Regions from separate parts of the Mus musculus genome. Here all the other regions are linked to region 3. A link is a contact called in public HiCAR-type and HiChIP or PLAC-seq data. All regions are on one chromosome and are shown on one strand. The core of a region is the stretch at or near the end of the contact, and the rest is flanking DNA. Distances in the headings are between cores, read along the strand shown.

Region 1 (3,079 bases), core at 279-2,778, 200 kb after region 3:
ATACATATGTGCACACATGCACATGCCCACATATGAGGAATTTGGGTTCATCTTTAATCTCTTCTGGGTATGTCATTATCTAGTCCTTGTTACTTCAGAGTTTTTGTTGCTACCTCACTATGTAGCCTTAGCTGGCCTTGTTACATAGCTCAGGCTGACCTTAATCTTGCAGCGATCCTTCTGCCTCTGCCTTCTCAGGGCTGAGATTTTTAGGAATAAGCCACAACATTTTCCCTTTACCTTCTTTTTTTAAATTTCATTTTAATCTATGTATAAACATCAAATATACTGCATTGGTTACTTTCCCTTTTGCTGGGCTAAAATACTTTGATAAATGCAACTTAAGAATGAAGCGTTTATTCTGGCTCATGATTCCGGGGTACAGTCCATCATAGCAGAAGGCAGGAGGGTGAGGCGGCTCCTCACACAGGGCATCCACAGTCAGGAAGCAGAGACTGATTGGTTGCTACTGCTCAGCTCACCTTCTTCTTCATTCTGGGATTCTGTGGAAAGTTGCCTCCTAGTTAGGGTGGGTCTTCCCATTTCAAATTAACATAATTAAAATGACCCCTCACCAGCATGCCCAGCAGACTTGCTTCCTTGACGTTAGAACCTGCCAAACTGGTAATCAATATTATCCGTCACAATCATCATTATCCACTGTTAACACTGATGGTCTTGAGCTGGTGGAATTACTTTAAAGTCTTAGTTCTAAAGATTTACAAATATCTGGAGAGCTGTGAAATCGTGCACCTTGGTGCCAGTGTTCTAGGTCTTGAGTGTCTGGTATTTACTGGGCTGTGCCTTCTTGCTTAATGCTTAACTAAACATAGACGGTTCCATAGCTTCACCCATGAAAGTCAAACATAATATAAAATACATCAAGGACGTGTAATGGTGGACGCACCTTAATGATGTAATGAAGACTTTTTTTTCTACTAGATTAAAAAGTCTCTGTGATTTTTATAAACATGGTGGCATGGTTTCTGTGGTCCAGCCAAATTCTGACTCTCATCGGCTTCCCCCCACCTTACCAGAAAGAATAGCATGGCAGCTAGAGGTGGGCGAGGTTGCTGGGTACAGCCAGGAAGCTCCTAGGGTCCCCAGCAGAGCCAGCTGCATGTCGCCAGAAGTGGTCACTCACATCTGTGTCACTAAGGCTTACAAGTGTGGAATTTCTGACTTACAGGTTAGCTTTGCCAAAGTCTTGCTGGCAGAGGTTTTTGTCTGCAAAATAGTCATGCTAATGAGGCCCTCAGATGGATTTTTTTTTTTAAATACCCTATACTCTCTGGAAACTTCTGTTGGCAGAAGGGGAGGAAGAAATCTACTCTTTCCCCAGGGAGGAAAAATGTTTCGACTGTCTGAGTTTGTCCTTCTTCTAAGACACTAAGAGCTGGGTTTTGAAGGCTTTGTTAGTGATAGGATCTTGCCTTAGGGCTCTGAAGCCAAATCCGCATGGGACTGTCCTTGAGAGTCTTAAGTGATCCTTCCTAGTCACAAGGGTGTAATTCTGCCTGGGCAGGCTGAGTGGGTCTGGGCTCAGAGCCCTGGCTGTTGAACATGCTGTCTATTACGAGCTGAAGTCCTAAACCCAAGGACCTCAGAGTGTGACTGTCTGAAGACAGGGCCATGCAAGAGGCAACTAAACTAACAGGAGGGCATTTATAGTCCTTTCTATAGTCATTTATATAAAAATGAAGAAGATATAAGACACAGGCACACACAGAGGGAGAGGGGGTCACACAAGAGGAAAAGGGAGACCATCCCTTCTACAAGAAGAAAAGCTTCAGGATGTAATGAAGATCTTTCCTACTAGATTATAAGTCTCTGTTTTCTTTATAAAGATGGTGGCATGAACTTCCAGTTTCTGCATCTCTGTTAAAAAATATTTTCCTAATCTTTATGGTCCCCAAATTATAATACTTTATTATGAAGACCATATTAAAGTGAACCACGATTTCCCTTGGTGACACCAACCCCAGGATATGCTGCCATTTTGGAGACATGGATTCCTAGAATGAATGATTGGTGGCATCGTGGCTTGGGCCAATTGATATATAGTTCTTTGAAGAAAGTATCTTTTATCTTCACCTTTTTTCTTTCTCTTCTCTTCCTCTTATTCCTCTTCCTTCCTCTTCCATCTCGTGTATCCCAGACTGGTCACAAACTACATAGCTGAAGACGACCTTCAAGTTCAAATGCTTAGATTCTGGGATTACAGGTATGCATCATCACACGCAGTTTATCCCATGCTGGGGATTTAAACCCAGGGCTTCTTGCATGTGGGGCAAGCACTCACTCACCCAGCTGAACAAATCTCTAGCTCTGGCTAACAGCAAGAGATGATAAGAAAGGTGAACAAGAAAGAAGTCTAAGCTAGCTCTAGACAGTGTCCTGTCTATGAAGGAGACATCCTGAAGTCTCCACTGCCCAGACCCTCTGCTGAGGAGAGTACCCCAAGGCTCTCAGAGACACACATCATGGGTGATGAAACTGCCAAGAGACATTTCTGTTAGTGTTTGTAGAATAAAGGAAGCCACATTTCTTCAGCTCACTTTCAGGCATAGCTAATCTATCTGTAACATCTAAACTTCTTTCTAACACCAGAATAACTTTTATGGTTTGCTCTGTGTTAGGTTACTTTTCTGTTGCTGGCATAAAATATGACCGAGAGCAACTTAGAGACAAAGAGTTTAATTTGTCTTACACCTCCACGGGAAAGTCCGTAAAGGCAGCAGGTGTCTGTAGAAGGCAGCTGGCTGGTCACATTTTGTCACCACATCAGGAAACGGAAGTAAAACTGAAATGGGGTAAGGTTATACACTCTCAAAACCCACCCCAAGAGATGTACCTTCTCCAGCAAGGTTCCCTGTCATACTCAGTCCAAAGAGTGCCACCAACTGGGGACCAAGCATTCAAAGATATGACCCTCTAAGAGAAACTTTTCATTCAATCCCCCCTACACACACACACACACACACACACACACACACACACACACACTGGCACATAACATTGTTATGATATTCTTTTGATTATAACATACTTAATCATTGTGTATTTGATGGGCGCTAGG
Region 2 (3,204 bases), core at 518-3,017, 220 kb before region 3:
GCCCCCTCTTCTGGAGTGTCTGAAGACAGCTACAGTGCACTTACATATAATAAATAAATAAATCTTTAAAAAAAAAAAAAGAATTAACTTCCTAAGCTTACACTGTAGGATGAATGGGTCTTCACTGACCGATCTCTCTCTCTTTTAAAAAAAAAAAAAAAAAAGGCCCTAAGCCAGAACACTGACTTCAGCCATTCAAGTACAAGGAGGAAAATCACCAGGGAAAAGAACAAACATCAAAGTTGATTCGGTTTCGTTTGAACTCGTGCTTACAAGAGAGCACGTCCTGATAACGTATCTTTCCTGATGTTTTTTCAATCACTATGTTTTCTTCAAGCTGTTGGCTCAAGTCTAACAGATGTCTACTATTTCCTTGAGAGCAACCAAATCTATTGTTGATGATGTTGCAAATACTAAGTTGTGTCCAAGAAAGCATTGCTCAATATTCAGCCTAGACTATTGAACGGCTGACAATGGGTAATCGCTTTCTCCTGGAACCTGTTTCCAGCGTGGCTATTTGTCATTCTGCCGCAGCAACATCCTCCTCCTGTTTATTATGTATTTAATTTTTTTGTTGTGTGTTTACACATATGATAGATGTGTGCTTTGGTGTAGGTGTGAACCATGGTTTGCATGAGGAGGCCAGGAGAATACTGGGAGGAGTCCTTTTTCTTCTTCCACTTTTATGTAGGTTCTAAGTATTAAATTCGGGTCATAGCAAGTGCCTTTACCGACCCAGGTATCTCACTGGTCCTCATGAGGTTTTGGGGGTATCTTTTTCTTTTAAATACTTACTCTTGGCGAGCAGCCTACACTTTAGGGATCTGATATCACTGATGCACAAGATTTGGATTCTAAATTCTGTTGTTAATGAATACAATGGTCCTGGGTAAAAACATTTGCCTTTATGGGCCCGAATATTCTTATTTATGAGCGAAGAGAATGAAGACTTTATAGAAGATCAACAATGTATAGAGAGAGCTGCAAGCTCTGCGGATATTTGCCAGTGTTTGAGATGTAAATCATTTCATGCTGCCAAATTCAAAACCAGTGTCTGGCAACATTCCTCATTTCCTGAAATTTAAATAATGGGCTTTACCTGAGCACGCCTGGAATAGAAACAACAATACACATACTTTATGCCTAAAATGGTTTTGTTATTTTGAGACAGGGTCTCATGTAGCCCAGGCTGGTCTGGAACTTGCTATAGCCAAAGCTATCCCTCGGCCTTCAATCTTCTGTGCACTGTGATTGTACCACCGTCCTTGGTTTTGGGAGTGCTGGGGGTTGAAGCCAGGCCTTTATTCTGGTAGGCCAGCACTCTACCAGCTGAGCTACCCACTAGGCTTCATCTCGAAATTCTACAGTATGGTATAACTTTAATCCCATTCAACCTTAAAAGACTGTAATTTTATGCTTCTGACCCTGGGTCAGAATACACCGGAAACTTCATTCATAGCCCTTGGGGGCATCAACATCCTGGTTCCAGATGGTAATAACCTCCCACCTTGGGCGATGACACTGGTCTGGTGGTCTTTGAGTTAGAAAGTGATCTGAAAGGACAGTGACATGTGGAGTTGGGACATTCAGGCCCTGTGCTGCTCCAGAATGAGAGCCACCCAGCCTTCCCTGTGGGTCAGATGGGGCGTGAGTCATCCTGTGTCATCTCAGTCGCTGTTTCCCAGGGTGCTGAGAAGCAAGGAGGCCAGAGAGCATGAAACAGACAGAGAGGAAAAACACGGAGGAGGAGGAGGAAGAGGAGGAGGAGAAGGAGAAAGGGCCCCTCCTTGGGCAGGGCCTCCCAGGCAAGCATGAGTCACTCCTCACTGTCCTGTCTGCCACACCTTCTGAATGTCAGGTGAAGAATTTGCCTAGACCAAGCACCCTTGATCAAGTCAGAACAGGTTTCCTAAAGACCGGGCCCATTAACATTAATGGACTCAAAATAGGCCAATCTCTTCTTAAATGTGGCTTCTTTTTGTTCTGTGTGTAGCTAGAGCTGTAGCCAGTGCAGAAGAGAGAAAGAAGAGCAGCAGGCATGTTTTACCTAGATGGAGGAGGCAGGGGGGAATCACAGAGAAAAGGGATGGACTCACATGGCGCCTTCCTAAACTGCCTGGCAAGCTTGTTAAAGAGCAGGAGGAATGCTCCATAACCATACCGCAATCAACATCTGTCCATTGTGAGCACATGTGTACACAACACCGCTACCAAATTACGGAAAGGTGTAGCCTGGGTTCATACACCAACTTGAAATGCAGAGGGATACAGCTCATGAACACCAGGATGGATACGATCCAAGCCGAAAACCAAACAGAAAAGAACAGGGGTTGGCAAACATCCAGAGAGTTGGAAGCTTTGAGTATTGTTCTGGGGAAAATAAAATGGTTTGGTCATTTTGGAAAACAAAATGGCAGTCTTTCAGGAAAAGTAAACACAGAATTATAAGACCTAGCACGTAGCAATTCCACTTCTGGATATACACTGAAAGGATTGGAAGCAGGGCCTGTGTGTGTGTGTGTGTGTGTGTGTGTGTGTGTGTGTGTGTGTAGAGAGAGAGAGAGAGAGAGAGAGAGAGAGAGAGAGAGAGAGAGAGAGAGTATTGACTGGTATCTTTCTCTTAGTATAATGTCCTTGAAGTTCATACATGTTGCAGCCTGTGTCAGAATTCTTTCCCTTTCAATGTCTGCTACTATTCAATTGTGTGATTATTTTTTAATGTGTGTGTGTGTGTGTGTGTGTGTGTGTGTGTGTGTGTGTGAAAGTGAGTATGTGTACAGCCACATGCATGGTGAATGTGTTGATGTCAGAGAGCAACCTCAAGAATTAGGCCTCAACCGGGTCTCTCTTCTTGTTTATTACCGTCTATAGCAGGCTGGCTGCCCTCAAGTTTTAGATGATTGTCCTTCAGCTGCCTCCCGGTGCCCATAGGGGCACTCTGGGGTTACAAATGCATGCTCTACCTCATCCAACTTTCATGGGCTCTAGGGATCAAAACTCTGCTCATTGGGTTTGGGTAACCAGTGCCTTACCCACTGAGCCATTCCCACAGCCGAGAAGCAAGGTCTAGAAGAGATGTCTGCACACTCATGTTCCTGTAGCGTTATTCACTGCTGCCCAAAGGTGAGAGTACCCTAGATGCCCACTGGTGGTGGCTGAAAAAGGAAACTACTATACTGCAGAATGGAGCAGTGTTTAGCTTTG
Region 3 (3,171 bases), core at 584-3,083:
CTTACAAAGAAGATGTGGCTGAGTGTGTGCAAGGAGGAGGCCCCCAGCTTGAAGCTCATGAGTACTTGTTGTGACTTCAGATCTTCTGAGTGGAGTTCCTGGCCTCTCTAGCAGCACAGCAGTGACTTCATACTTGTACAGTGTCCTGGACAGAAGAAACGGTGCACGCTTTTGATGTCTCTAGCATCCTAGCAACAATTATCTAAAATGTTTCAGACCCCATAAACCAATACTGAAAGTGGGTGGCTTATTTTCTTTCCTAATCCTTCCATTCTTGTCAGGTGAAAGACTCACATGTTTAAAGGGCATTTGCTTCTACCATCTAGAGATGAGTGGCCATTTGAGCCATGAATTGACATGTTTATTGGTAGAAGGCAGTGTTGGGAGTGGTCCCAGTTTGTTCAAGGATAGAAGCAACCTGTGTTGAGGGCCCTGTTTATTATCCTGGCTATTTTCTATACTTTCCAGGCTTCTGCCCTGGCTGAAGGCCATCTTTACCACCGTCTTTACGTTTTACCTGGAACGGTGTGTCTAATAATTGCATTTCAGCTCATTAAGATGCAATTGCCAACGGCAACTGCATTGAGAGACTAGCAAGAGGATGGGGAAGGCTTTCCTCGTAACACTAGCAGATCGTAACCCCTTTCGTTTGGGTTGTAGTTTAAGAACTCAAATGCAGCCCAAACGAAGAAATAAATTGAAATATCCGACTGGAAACCTCCAGGACTCTGGTTTGGCTTGTCCTGCCCTCTTTGCAGCTAGTGTGTGAGCAGCTTCCTCGCAGGGTGTGTCTTAACTTACAGCAGCTGCCTTTGAGAGCCACGTGTCTGCTAAACGCCTACATTCCATCAATAAGAGAAACTGAGCAGAGAAGGAGAAAACTGTCATACTATTTTCTCCTTCGGTAACGGCATGGATTAAATAGCTGTGTTTGCTTTTATTTAGCAGAGGAAGAAGAAAGTTTAGATCGGGGTCGTGATCGGATCTGTCTTCCTAGCAATGACCTCTTTGCCTTTCTTACCCGCCCAAGCAACTCCTGATGCCTCCAAGAATTCTGTGTGCTAGAAACCTACGCTCGCTAGGCAGAGGCAAGGCCCTGGGAGAAGGGAGGGTGAAAGAAGGGGGTGGGCCTATGTAAATAGCCCGCAAGAGTCACCTCTCCATTGGCTGGTAGCCTGTCCGTTACCGAGTAGGGCAGGGCGTTCCTGGGCTTGAGTGCGGTACCTGAGCGAGACGCGCAGCAGAAAGCCCACGTTGGCGGCGGCCGGGAGCGCAGTGCGCAGAGGCGGGAGACTGCGAATCCCCGAGCCGACGCCGCAGCCTGCGTTCCGAGTTCCGCTCCTCGTCTCTCTCATCGCCTCGGAGAGCGGGATCCTCCGGGCACCCGAGAGACTGCCGAGAGGAAAGCTAGATCGTGGCCGCCTCCACTTGGGGAGGCGCGCGGAGATTCCGAGGGGGAGAGACGGTGCCCGAAGGCGGAGGGGCGCTGAGTTTCGGACCAGAGGGAAGTTAAAACCGCGCGGAGAAAATTGGCTTTTTAGGACGCAGGGACGCCACAGCCTGGGACCCACAGGGGAGTAAACTTCACGACTGTCCTACAAGCCAGGAGAGGCGTGCGAGGGGATGGTGCCCGGCATCGCCTCCACCTCTTGATCTGTCGTCTCCGGCCCCCCTCGGCCAGCCGCCTCTGAGGGTTCAGGGCAGCGCACGTGTGCAGACTGCGAGTGACCGTGCCGTGACCCGCCCGGGGACGCCGGCTGCAGCGCAGTCCTGCCTAGGACACACCTGGCTCACTCAGCCCGTGCGCCTCCAGAGACCTGCGGGAGAGTGGAGGATCCTGGCCGTCGCCCCGTCGTCTCTTCTCCACCCGGGCTTCTGGGGGCGCCGCGGATGACCATGAGAGATAAGGACTGAGTGCCAGGACCGGGAAGAGAGCCCGCCGAGAGGTGGCGGGGGCTGCCCACTCCGAGGGCCACAGCCTCCGCGCTCCGGCCTCGCTCCGCCGCTCGACGCCTCGCGGGCCCCGCGGGGGCAGCCGGGCTGGGCGGCGATGCCCGGGCTGGGGCGGAGGGCGCAGTGGCTGTGCTGGTGGTGGGGGTTGCTGTGCAGCTGCGGCCCCCCGCCACTGCGGCCCCCTCTGCCGGTAGCCGCGGCCGCCGCCGGGGGGCAGCTGCTGGGAGCCGGCGGGAGCCCGGTGCGCGCTGAGCAGCCACCGCCACAGTCCTCTTCTTCGGGCTTCCTCTATCGGCGGCTCAAGACCCACGAGAAGCGGGAGATGCAAAAGGAGATCCTGTCGGTGCTGGGGCTCCCGCACAGGCCGCGGCCCCTGCACGGTCTCCAGCAGCCTCAGCCCCCGGTGCTCCCGCCACAGCAGCAGCAGCAGCAGCAGCAGCAGCAGACGGCCCGCGAGGAGCCCCCTCCAGGGCGGCTGAAGTCCGCTCCACTCTTCATGCTGGATCTCTACAACGCCCTGTCCAATGACGACGAAGAGGATGGGGCATCGGAGGGTGTGGGGCAAGAGCCTGGGTCCCACGGAGGGGCCAGCTCGTCCCAGCTCAGGCAGCCGTCTCCCGGCGCTGCACACTCCTTGAACCGCAAGAGTCTCCTGGCCCCGGGACCCGGTGGCGGTGCGTCCCCACTGACTAGCGCGCAGGACAGCGCTTTCCTCAACGACGCGGACATGGTCATGAGCTTTGTGAACCTGGGTAAGGATTTTGGGGGTAGCATCGCGCGGAGGGTAGATCCCTCCTTTGCAGTCTCCTGGGCTCAGGTGGTGGGAAGAGGTGGAGGAGCGCGCGCGTGCGCGCGCGGCGGGGATGTGGGACAGCTGGTGCTCCGGACACCTGCGCGGCCGAGTGCTCGCCTGCGCTCCGCTGCAATGGGAGGAGCTGGAACACGCAGAGGTGCCCGCAGAGGTTGTCTTTTTCGGGGAACATGGGGCACTTTTCCCTGTATTCTTATTTCTGACGAGCTCGGGCCACTTCAACGCAAATGAGTTTGGCCAAGGTTCCTAAGAATAAGGTCCTCTGCACTCTTTCCCCTCTGAACTGTCCTCCATTGCCCCCTGGACGTTCGGAGTGCCGCTTTACCCATAGTGACCGTCAGGGAATCCCCCAGCAGTTGAGAACTCCGAGAACCTGATCTGAATGCTTTAGAGAGATTCACAGGTGT

The links. HiCAR-type assays count read pairs that join an accessible place to other places. HiChIP or PLAC-seq counts read pairs in DNA pulled down with a chosen protein or histone mark.
Region 1: a contact with region 3 is called in a HiCAR-type map of astrocytes, with 2.7 times the contacts expected there. The contact joins the enhancer-like site here to the promoter of Bmp6 in region 3. A contact is called at or near these places in 2 of 39 promoter capture datasets (both in liver), 5 of 115 datasets of contacts at active chromatin or transcription factors (astrocytes, embryonic stem cells, fetal liver and 2 more) and 3 of 9 other capture datasets (adipose tissue, liver and pancreatic islet).
Region 2: a contact with region 3 is called in an HNF4G HiChIP or PLAC-seq map of pancreatic cancer cells. The contact joins the enhancer-like site here to the promoter of Bmp6 in region 3. A contact is called at or near these places in 7 of 39 promoter capture datasets (the 3T3-L1 cell line, 3T3-L1-derived adipocytes, hippocampal neurons and 3 more), 1 of 115 datasets of contacts at active chromatin or transcription factors (pancreatic cancer cells) and 1 of 9 other capture datasets (pancreatic islet).

Annotation. Positions count from the first base shown.
Region 1 is chr13:38,544,148-38,547,226 of GRCm38.p6, forward strand. No RefSeq gene overlaps it. Among named protein-coding and RNA genes, the nearest start is that of Gm40922, 9.2 kb to the right of the region's middle. Within about 2 kb of position 1,529, at least 44 of the 459 cell types and tissues checked have an H3K27ac peak or open chromatin away from gene starts, as enhancers often do. A contact at or near this core is called in astrocytes, where this site is marked.
Region 2 is chr13:38,122,109-38,125,312 of GRCm38.p6, forward strand. No RefSeq gene overlaps it. Among named protein-coding and RNA genes, the nearest start is that of Dsp, 28 kb to the right of the region's middle. Within about 2 kb of position 1,768, at least 56 of the 459 cell types and tissues checked have an H3K27ac peak or open chromatin away from gene starts, as enhancers often do. A contact at or near this core is called in pancreatic cancer cells, where this site is marked.
Region 3 is chr13:38,343,883-38,347,053 of GRCm38.p6, forward strand. It overlaps Bmp6 (bone morphogenetic protein 6), which reads left to right and starts at 1,834. Exons shown (of 7, transcript NM_007556.3): 1 at 1,834-2,705. The coding sequence starts at 2,051. Gm47990 (a long non-coding RNA gene) reads left to right here. Exons shown (of 2, transcript XR_003950672.1): 2 at 1-241.